2 separate regions of the Zea mays genome follow, and region 1 is linked to region 2. A link is a contact called in public Hi-C data. All regions are on one chromosome and are shown on one strand. The core of a region is the stretch at or near the end of the contact, and the rest is flanking DNA. Distances in the headings are between cores, read along the strand shown. Region 1 holds the start of LOC100279364. Region 2 holds the start of LOC100383184.

The links. A called contact is a pair of places that touch in the nucleus more often than the background predicts.
Region 1: a Hi-C map of ear shows a contact between it and region 2, with 4 times the contacts expected there. The contact joins the promoter of LOC100279364 here to the promoter of LOC100383184 in region 2. A contact is called at or near these places in 3 of 25 Hi-C or Micro-C datasets (ear and leaf).

Annotation. Positions count from the first base shown.
Region 1 is chr7:47,438,257-47,443,483 of Zm-B73-REFERENCE-NAM-5.0, reverse strand. It overlaps LOC100279364, which reads right to left and starts at 3,485. Exons shown (of 11, transcript NM_001326395.1): 1 at 3,356-3,485; 2 at 3,135-3,268; 3 at 2,826-3,009; 4 at 2,658-2,734; 5 at 2,297-2,346; 6 at 1,349-1,413; 7 at 1,098-1,149; 8 at 958-1,028; 9 at 792-858. The coding sequence starts at 3,264.
Region 2 is chr7:47,001,036-47,006,155 of Zm-B73-REFERENCE-NAM-5.0, reverse strand. LOC100383184 reads right to left here and starts at 1,401. Exons shown (of 9, transcript NM_001353407.1): 1 at 1,256-1,401; 2 at 81-194. The coding sequence starts at 1,300. LOC118472922 (a long non-coding RNA gene) reads right to left here. Exons shown (of 2, transcript XR_004851396.1): 1 at 5,053-5,120; 2 at 4,657-4,955. It also overlaps the pseudogene LOC103633855.

The sequences.
Region 1 (5,227 bases), core at 2,236-4,735, 440 kb before region 2:
CAGTAGACGAAGAACCTACGAGTATATCTGATAATCTGATATATATTGAAGATGATATAATCTGATTTAGAGAAGGACTGAACTCACTGAAGGGTGGCGGCGGCAGGGCACTAGGGCGGCTCTCAGACTCTCAGTTTCCGGCGCGCGCGGTGGGCTACGGATCTGCAGCGGGTAGCAAGCAGAAGCTAATTACGTTTCACTAATTGGGCTATGTACGGACCTGCGCGCGACGGGCCAGACCAAGGAGCGGCGTGCTCTCTGCTGTGTCATGGGTGATGGGCCTTAGCGTCCACTCGTCGTCTCGTCCAGTCCAGATATATTTTTCTTTCTTTTTCCATTTTAGTTTCTACATACAACAATACTATTATATAATATGTAAATATTCACTGATTTTGCAGGGTATGCGGGTGCATACCCAGCATACCCTGTGCATCCGCCACTGAGTTGGGGTGGAGGTATGCAGGTGCTTGCCATAATTATAAACAGTTAACATCTTTTGTTTGACTATACATTCTATTTGCTGAAACCACTAGGTGTGAAGACACACAAGTTGCATATAAACTTCTTAGGCTCGGCTGCTCAGCATGGAGAAAAGAATAGTTTGCACCACTGTAAGCACAACTGAATCAGAGCTCAAAGGATTCAAGAGTGCTCACTGCTCAGAGTAATGTAACCACGATATGACATTAGACAAGGCAAAACGATGTTGCGCCGAATTCAAACTAGCTTTGATACAAGGTGCACAAAGAAGGCAAAGCAAAAAAAAAAAACCAGAGCTGTGAACACAGCACCTTCGATGCGACTGAGACATGGTCCCGAATTGCCACTCTACCACCCAATGTAACATAGTCCCCCAGTCTGCATACCCATAACAGGATTAATCTTGAGAAATGGCCCACACGAATCATACAACAATCATAAGCAGAAGAAAGGTGCAACCAATGAAGCTATACATACGTTGCAGAACCAGCAATCCCTACTTGCCCACATATCATGCAGCACTTCCCAATGACCACATTGTGGCCTATCTGCAAGAGAAAGCGTCAATTTATGGGAAAGGGAGAAAAAACAAACAATTAATGTAGGCGGGATAATACCTGGACCAGATTATCAATCTTGGTATGATTTCCGACCGTTGTCTCTCTCCAGCTGCAGTTAATAAAAGCTGAAGTTTCAGCAAAATTCTACTGCAGAGAAATATAAAATTAAATATAAAGAGCTGTTAGCCTATAGCTTCTGTTAGATGAAAGTCATGGATTAGCCAACAGAAGAACTACATTCACATATTCTCAATATCAGCAGTACATTTGAGCACCTAAAGTTATCTAGTGTCAAGCTAACAAGTTACCTGCCTCTGTCAATGCATGTATTTGCCCCTATTTCTACATGGTCTCCAATTCTTGCGCACAGCATCTGACAATAGCAAGATATTTCATTATACATGGAGAAGTCCATTTTACTGCAACATATAACCCTTTACTCCCCAAACTACTTCAGTAGGTCCAATAAACCCCATAATGAAATTTCCTTTTTGTGTTTGTTCACGTACAAGTTGAGCTTTAAGTTCTCTTTTTCTTTTTTTCGGAGGGGCGGAGATTATAGAGGACATGATGGCTCCCTTCGGCAGGCTGCTGCTGCAAAAGTAAGCATCAAGCACTGTTCATCCAGGCTTTAAAGAAGCCAGCCATAGCCTGCTGTGGCTTAAAGCCAGCCAGCCGAACCTACTGCCCTATGTTAGGAGAAGTCATTAAGATCTTTATTATTTGATGATTTTTTCTAATATAGAACATAATGTCCTCTATTCCTCCACAAATTTTGATCTTCATATTCAACTTGTAGGTGGAGAAATAAAAAAAAATCTCATTCATTCACAGGACCGATGAAATAGTTTGGAGTAAATCAAGCCTAAATTTCATTCATATGGGTTCAGCAGAAAAGGTGAATTATTCAAGATAGTAAGTGGACCTTCCTTTTTGGATTGATATCCAAATCACATCCACTAACCATTCTCAAATAAACATCTACAGAAATAATCCAGCTAATTACTAAGCATAGGGTGGGACTGGTAAGCATCATCTCAAGATCTTTTTGCTGTTGGACTTCAGGTAAGTAAAATGGATTAAGTATGGTAACTGTCAAACTAAGCTTTTCCTTACCTATATAAGATAATACTGAATATTACACTAACACAGGCCATAAGGTACCTCAGTTTTGAACTAAAGAAATCATTTCACTAGCTTTAAATTTGGAACAAAAAATACCACAGAAAAACAATGGTGACCAACTGACAATTAACCTGTGGTTTCTTCTTAACTTGTCCAGCCTCATCCACAAAAAAGCCAAAACCTGCAACCAGAAGATGTTGATATCATCATATCATGAGACTATATGAATTATATTATTTGAAAGGAGTACACAAAGTAATCTTCACATAACAACAAGTGTTTTACAAAAGAAAAGGTATGTGAGTAGCCAAAAGGCAATGCAATCTGCTCACTAGAAAAAAAGAAACTGTCCAACTTTCTGAAGTATAACTTGTACATCAAACAGAGAGATTTCAGCACATACTACTAGATACCAGCAACCTTGTATCTTCTTTTTTTCAAAGCATGGGATGAGGGATGACTTATAAACAGTAAATGAGTATATATGCTCACCATCTTGACCAATGGAGGATCCATTGTGGATAATACAGAACTCACCCACTGAGCAATTGCTTAAGACAACATTGTACCTAAACATTTTAAAACCAACCTTCATTCTCAGCAAATCCCTAAATCAAGAGTACATATAGGTCCTCGAATTAAATTCAAGAATCATCATACCCGACCCTAGTTGATTGACCTATGGAAACTGAAGGCCCAACCACAGCCCCAGAACCAACGACGACCTCTTTGCCGAGGACGGCACCAGAGTGCACAACCGCTCCAGCCTCCACCACAGCAGTGGGGTCAACGGAGGCCGCCCGGTGCAGGATGCCCCCGCCATTTTGCCACGACACGAACTCCACTGAAACAGTGTCAGGATCTGATCATTCAGCAAGTCACAGCTCACAAATATTTCAGAACTAGTAAAGTACTAGTTTTTTTCTAAAAAAAACGGAAGTTTTGTGGCACTGAAGTCAATGTTCTTACTGCTGCAAGCAGAAGAGACGCCGCCCAAAGACCGCGCAAAGTGACAGGCGGCGCGCGGCGGTACGGAGTGTAGTGACAACGCTGCCTCCGCCGCCCTGCGGACGGTCCTAGGCAGGATGACTGCCATCATTTACCTGAGTATGTGAAAAATCACCAAATGAATATATGCCCTAATAAGAGTATTTTGGGCAAAACACGAAAATGGGGGCATAATTCGAAACCAAATTAGTAGATCCTGATGGATGAGCCTGCTGTGGCGGATGGCAAGGCAAGCTTCCTCGAGCTCCAAAGCGAAAAGACACAGTCGAGGGATCAGCAGTGAGCAAGCACGAGCTTAACGGCTTAACCGCGAGAAAAACCTAGGTTTTCAAACAGCATTCGCACCGGATGTTTTTCACTTTGTGGGTGTAAACTGTAAAAGGGCTGTGGCTGTACAGCCTGTACTTAATCGATTCTTTCGTGTCCTTTCAGCCTACGCGCTTGTAAGTACTGTGTGAGTTGTAGTCCGTATTGAGGAATTTGGATTTTTGACTCTTCAAAAGATGAGCCTTCGCGTGTTTGACACTCTTAATATGGACTTTGCAGATTTGACACTCATAAGGTCGACATAATGAAAGTGGCATGGTGGAATCTACCAGAGGATGCTTTGACGTGGGGGGATTTTGAAGTTTTGAAGAAAAGATTTCCATAGGTGCTTGATTAGGGGCAATCAAATCTTGGCTAGGATGAAGATGTAAGTACTATGTGGTTTGTAGTCCGTATTAAGGAGTTGAGAAGGGGTTTAGTAGGGAGTTATGGGTCTCATTGTAACTAGTATAAATACTCAACTTTGTATTGGGAGAAGGATATGAAATGAATAACAGGAATCACAACCACCAAATACTTATCTGAATCTTACCTGGGATCCTACGCTTGGCTCGAACTAACGAGAGTTCTTCCCGTCACTGGCTCACGTCAGGGAGACGAGTGCTCCCGGCTCCCGCTGCCTTGAACAGTGACAAGTGGTATCAAAGCCTTCAAACTACTCCCTCCATCCAAAAGTCTTCATCGTTTAAGCCTTCCGCACTAAGACCAAGGAGGCCTCTCCGTTCACATGGTTTGCATTTAATCATCGCAGTAAATTCCAATTACCTGGCACCGTTTTATTTCCACGATGCAAGCATTTGTGATGCCGTGAAAAATCTCTGTTAAGGAGCCATACATCACCCGCGCAATGTAATTTACGAGACTAAATGGGAGGGAACATAGAGGTGTTTGAATCAACGGGATAACACGTACGAGGAACTGTGGGCGCCTGAGGATGAGGTGAAACTGTGGTCCCTACCTTAAACGACATAGACTCTTGGAAATTTTTATTTGCTTAGATGATGAGGATTTTTGAACGAAGGGAGTACGTCGTTGGTCTCGTGGAGGGGGCGTGACGGCTCCACAAGCTCGACCCTCGGTGTAGACTCCCTTCCTGCTTGAAGCGATAGCAGAGAAGGACCGCACCAATCAGAACAACTGGAGTTGGGTGTTTGCATCTCTGGATGTGATCACCAACAGGTTGGTGGCGGTGGAAAAGGCGCACCATCAACTGATGACACAAGTGGAGTTGGCAACGTTGGTGGATAAGCACGTGACGGTGGAGAGAACCGAGTTGTTTCGTAAGACGGAGGAAATTGGTAGGGTTGTGGCTTAGATGAGGTTGGAGATGGGAAGGGAGTTAGAATATTCTATCGATGGTTTGGAGGGAGATGGGAAGGGAGTTAGAATATTCTATCAATGGTTTGGAGGGAGAAGGGGATAATTTGAATTTGCAAGGGGAAATTCCACATCCCAGAGGTAAACAGGAGAAAGGGGAGGCGAGTGGTTCTGGCAGAAGGGCTCAACATGACTTGCAGAAGGATTCTCGAGCATCACAATTATTGCCTAAGATGTTCTTCCCAAATTCTCTGGTGAAGATCCTATCATATGGATTGATCAGTGTCTAGGCTACTTTACCATCTACAAGATTACTGAGTCGATTTGGGTTTCCTCTACTGCCATGCATTTGGAGCAAAGTGTTGCACAGTGGTGGAAGTGATACAAATTGTAGCATGTGATGGTAGGAT
Region 2 (5,120 bases), core at 152-2,651:
GGGAGGAGAAACAACTCATGTTAGCAGATTTTTTTTAATAAGATGGAAATTGGAGAAAATTTTAATGTGAGGGAACTTACCACAGGAGTATAAACGCCAATGGCAATATACTCGAGTACTTGCTTTCCCAAAAACGGAGCAAAGAAGACATAAAACGCAACCAGCAGAAGGAAGAAAACTGTAATTGCAACGATCTGTCAAAATGAGATGATGAGTTAGTTGCCAATCTTTCCAAATCAAATGTTTCATTTCAACTAGTTTGGAGCTATTTAAGCCAGAGTATGGACTATGAACCAGAAAAGTACGTTGCAAAAAAACACAACATCTATCACACATGGGTGTAATTTTCAATTCCACAGATAACAAGGAATTAAAAGTAAGTATGCATATCTGATCATCTAGGCACTATGTAGAGAACATCATAAAAAAAGGGCAGACCCAATGCCAGAGGCTCCAACATGAGTGGGGTCTGGGGAAATCACAGGTAAATTAGAATCACACAAATTTAACTTCATAGTAAACTTCCCATGGAGAGCATGAAGCCCAGATGATTTTATGTACAGGCAGAAGATACAAGAAAACTGTAAACAAATATAACATTTGTCACATGAACAACAGTCATTTCTTTGAATTAGAAGTCATACTCTGTTGTCTGTTCATCGTTAAATTTATAATTGTGCAAGGGCATTTCACACTATTCTCGGTGTTAATCTATAGTACCAGTGGAGCTGCCTAGTGGAGTAGTGGTGAAGTTAGAGAAGAGGTTACATTTTCTGTGTGCGTTTCATGGACAAGTTAGCAGATGAAAAGCCATTGTGCATCAAGACATATGATCATGTTCTGTTGTTAGATAGAGAAAGAAAATAGTCCCAGTGGGCAGTGGTGAGCTACCATAGAATTGAAAATCCCGACATCACGACAGTTTTAGTACAATTTGCACGAATCGCCGCCACACTGCAAGAATCGCATACCAACCCAATTCGCGAAGTATTTACATCAGTCATTTCTTTCGACTAAGGAGCCACATTGAAAAATAGATTCAAAAAAGCCCAACTACTAGCCCGAGGCCTCTCAGCAGATCTTCAAAATAAGCACGGAGGACTTCGAATTTCTCGCGCCACGACGGCGCGGGGACGGAATTCTACAGCGGATTCTGCCAGTTACTAAACATGTCTGCGCTGATTACACCGAAGCAGAGCAGCGATCCAGAAACTGGAGAAGAGGTGGGGCGAAGAGGAAGCATCAGTGAGTGCACCTGCAGGGTGTGGGCTGGGAGCTGCCAGCCGTGCTTCCGCGCCATGGCTCCCCGCCTCCCCTCGGAGCCCCTCCAGACACCGAAGCCGCCGCGCAGATGAACACCTCCCTCCCTCCCTTCCTCCAGGCCGGCAGGCGGCAGCAAAAGGAGACAGAGGACAGGACGGCAGGCTTTCCTTTCCAGCGCCGCCGGGTTGGTACCCGCTAGCTGCGGTAGTTCAGAAGCAGCATTAATTATTATTATTATTATTATTACTAGGTGAATGCTCGTGCGTTGCAACGGAAACATTTAATAACACGATAACTTATGTATAAATGTGTGTTATAGCGTTATGAGAAAATGTTTTGTAATCCATTTGTGATCTTAACCATACATAATTTTTGTTATTTTAATCAATTGAAAGATTCATTACTTGAACGTATAAGGAACTGATAGAGATCGAATTTGTTTCAACAATTATGTCGAATTGAACCTTAATACCATCATACTTAATTAAGATATAGTTAAAATCAAGGGGATTCCAATCAACACAAGTAAAGTATCTCAGGTCAATTTGACAAAATAAATAGCTCCATGTGATTGCAATGGTCTCATTAAAAACCAACAGCCCATCACCTCTTTGAGTGAAGTTATATTATTACAAAAGAAGTCATATTGCATTCATGGACTCAATTTTGGTCAAAACATAGTTTATCCAATTAGATATAGAACAAGAGAACTATCACCTTAACAGGTGGGGCAATGCCAGTTCGAGCATCCCACAGAATAAGACAAGCATCATCACCCACATTACAAAACTCCTGCTCACTTCATCCCCAAATAAAAAACAATATAAGGTATTAATATAAATAAATAAAGCTAATCTCACTGCCATGAATAATCCCAATTGGAGGAAAAGCTCAGGCAGACACCACCACGGCGGCACTCGTTCAACATGTCAAGGTAGAACTGGCACTTGCTGATCTCACTGCCATAGTCGTTGAGACACTGCATCAACCAATAAAAACGGTGAGCACACATCATCGAATGAGTATACAAAATGCAGGTTAACAATTCTTAACATGACCTCAACAAAGCCAACAGTACGGTGCCCATAATATTAAAACTTGATTGATGGGCCTAGGTTTGATGATTAGGTAATTTGCAGGTTCAGTAAAGGAAAAAAAGACACAATAAAACTTCACTACTACATCATAGAAGTGAGTAACCAAATGTTTCATGCATCAAATTGAGGAAAAACAAGGCAGCATAAAGCTTGCCATACATCTTGGAAAGCATTAGAATGGATGTTGCAAGCATCACCGTCCATCACTGGAGCAGCAGGGGCAGCAGCTTCTGAGACAACAATCTCATGCTGAACAGTCTAGGGACGCATTACACCATTAACAACCCTGTGTGCCATGGCACTACCCGTACCAAATTCCATACCTAAAACAATGTGTTCATTCAAATCAATTCAAGGATTATGATAATGTTTGTTGCTGAAGTAATTCAAAAAAGAACAAGCTTAGAAAACTACCTTGAGCAATGGTGGACCCAATTCCTCCAAGAATGGAGCAACCACCACCATCACGACCAGGAGCTGGAGGAGGAGCCTAGCGCGCTGCCAAAAAGAAAAGTCGGAAGACACTTAGGAACAGAAATAGAACAGATTAAAACTCCTATATAAACACAATGAGCTGTAATACTAATACTAATATGAGCTAAACATAAACGATTCTGATTCCAAAGCAATCAAGATTCCAAAACAATGAGCTCTGTAATACTAATACTATACTTGTACCACAAACCCATGTGTAAGCATTAGGAACAGAACTGAAACAGGTTCCAGTTCTACCAAAAAACAAGGAACTGTAATTCTCTATATAAACCGAAATGCCATTGACTCTGCTTCAAACACAATCAACAGCTTCAGACTTGTACAACAAATTCCAATATAAACTTAACAGTATCTTTATGTCATCAACATTGTTATAGTAACAAACAAGCTTCAGAATTTTGGATCCGTAAGAGAGATTGCCGTGAGCCCCATAAAGTACTAAACTAACCTAAAAGAAACCTGTAAAAGCAATTCTCTGTCAACTGTATTTCAAATTCAACCTCTATATGAATCAGAAAATCGGTGCTTATAATAAAGCATCACCAAACTTCAGAACTTTATGTATAGCAAAAAGAAGTCATCCACATTTGGATCTCACAGAGAGAAAACATGTTTCCCGAAACTCTTCTCATCCATGCATAGAGAAGAGCAAGTGGGATTTGCTCAGCTACTGCTATCCTTGGCTGCACATGGCAGTATATGGTCAACTTAACAATGCAGTTATCTAATAACAGGTAGCACATGATTCTGCTTGCAAAATCTGACCATCTAGAAGAAATGCCAGATAGGATCTCAGCAAAGGAAGTGTCAAATTCTCCATCAAGCTAGCTTAGCTTTCAGTGTTACCATTTGCCCATATAAACCAATAAGCTTTGGTTTTCAGGGCTCAGGGATATCCACACAAACAGTGTTGTGGAAGTATCATAGAATAAATATTAATGAATTATACTTGGATTGAAATAGTTCATAGTTCTGACCTTAGTATACTAAGTGTAAACCATACACAAGCAGTGATAAAAAATGGGTGCTCTCAGGATCGAGATAAAATATGACACCCTTTTACCAGAATAGACAACTCAAATTCACCATAATCTATTGTGACGTTATTTGCATAAAACTAAGGGTTAGAAACCTTAGCACAAGAATCAAACTCAGTTTTAAAATTCCAGTGAGAAAATGTAGAAACAGAAACAAACTGTAGTAGAATTCCTAAATGTATCGGAACTTACTTTTATTCAATGGCTGTAGTAAACTATGTTGGTATTGTTCGTCACTTAGAAATGTTCTTGAGTAATCCAGACAAGGAACCACAGTGTGTTGATTTGTACTCACACTGCTCACAACATGTCTGAAGTAACTGAATATACTTCAGGCTCCATCCACGGAGACGCTTACCTGTGAAGTGATCAGACACAGTGATTAATATATGATACCCAACAGTACCATGGTAAGCATGGTGCCCTTAATATAGTGTGCACCACATTATTTTCTCAACTGGAGCTGAATCTGAAAATTTTGGCCATTGTTTTTAAAACTGTCCAAAGTAGGGTTCAAATGGTTGATATCTTGTGCATTGAAATAAACAAGCAGTGGTACACAGTAACTAATAGTAATCCCTCACCTCAACATGTCGTGGCAGGCGGGCCACAGCATATGGTTTATGTATAACAACAGAAGCTGGTGTGTCTAACCAAATAATTCTGCCGTCTTGAATAAGTTTACCATTTTGATCAACGAATACCCCAATGTTATCCTAAATAAACATACAATACTATAAAGAACTAACTGAAACTAAATAAGAAAACAAGAATCCTTCAAGAAGCTAGTTAAGTGTTGGGAATCTCAATGGCTTCAAAAGAGATTCATATAAAAACTATTTCATTCAATATCATAGTTTGCACTGATATATTGGAAAACATTATCAATATCACACAAATTAGTTACAGACAAATGTGTCGACAACTGTTCACTAATCAGCTAATCCTTTTTAGCGATATCGACAAGTCTTTGTTGTATGTTTGCAGGGATGGCATATCGGCACGAATTGTCCTCATAACTTAAAAGATCAATCACAAAGTTTCTTCGAAGAGTCTTTGCATCCTACAGACAAAGAGATAAGAGAACAAAATATATTATATTGTAGAACGAGATAGCTAGAATGTAAGTTTTGAACATAAAACAAACGTACTACACTCACCCCAACAAATTTCAGTCGTCTGTCATTCCCCCACATGGCCATAGCTTGTAGAACGAGGTAGCTGGTAT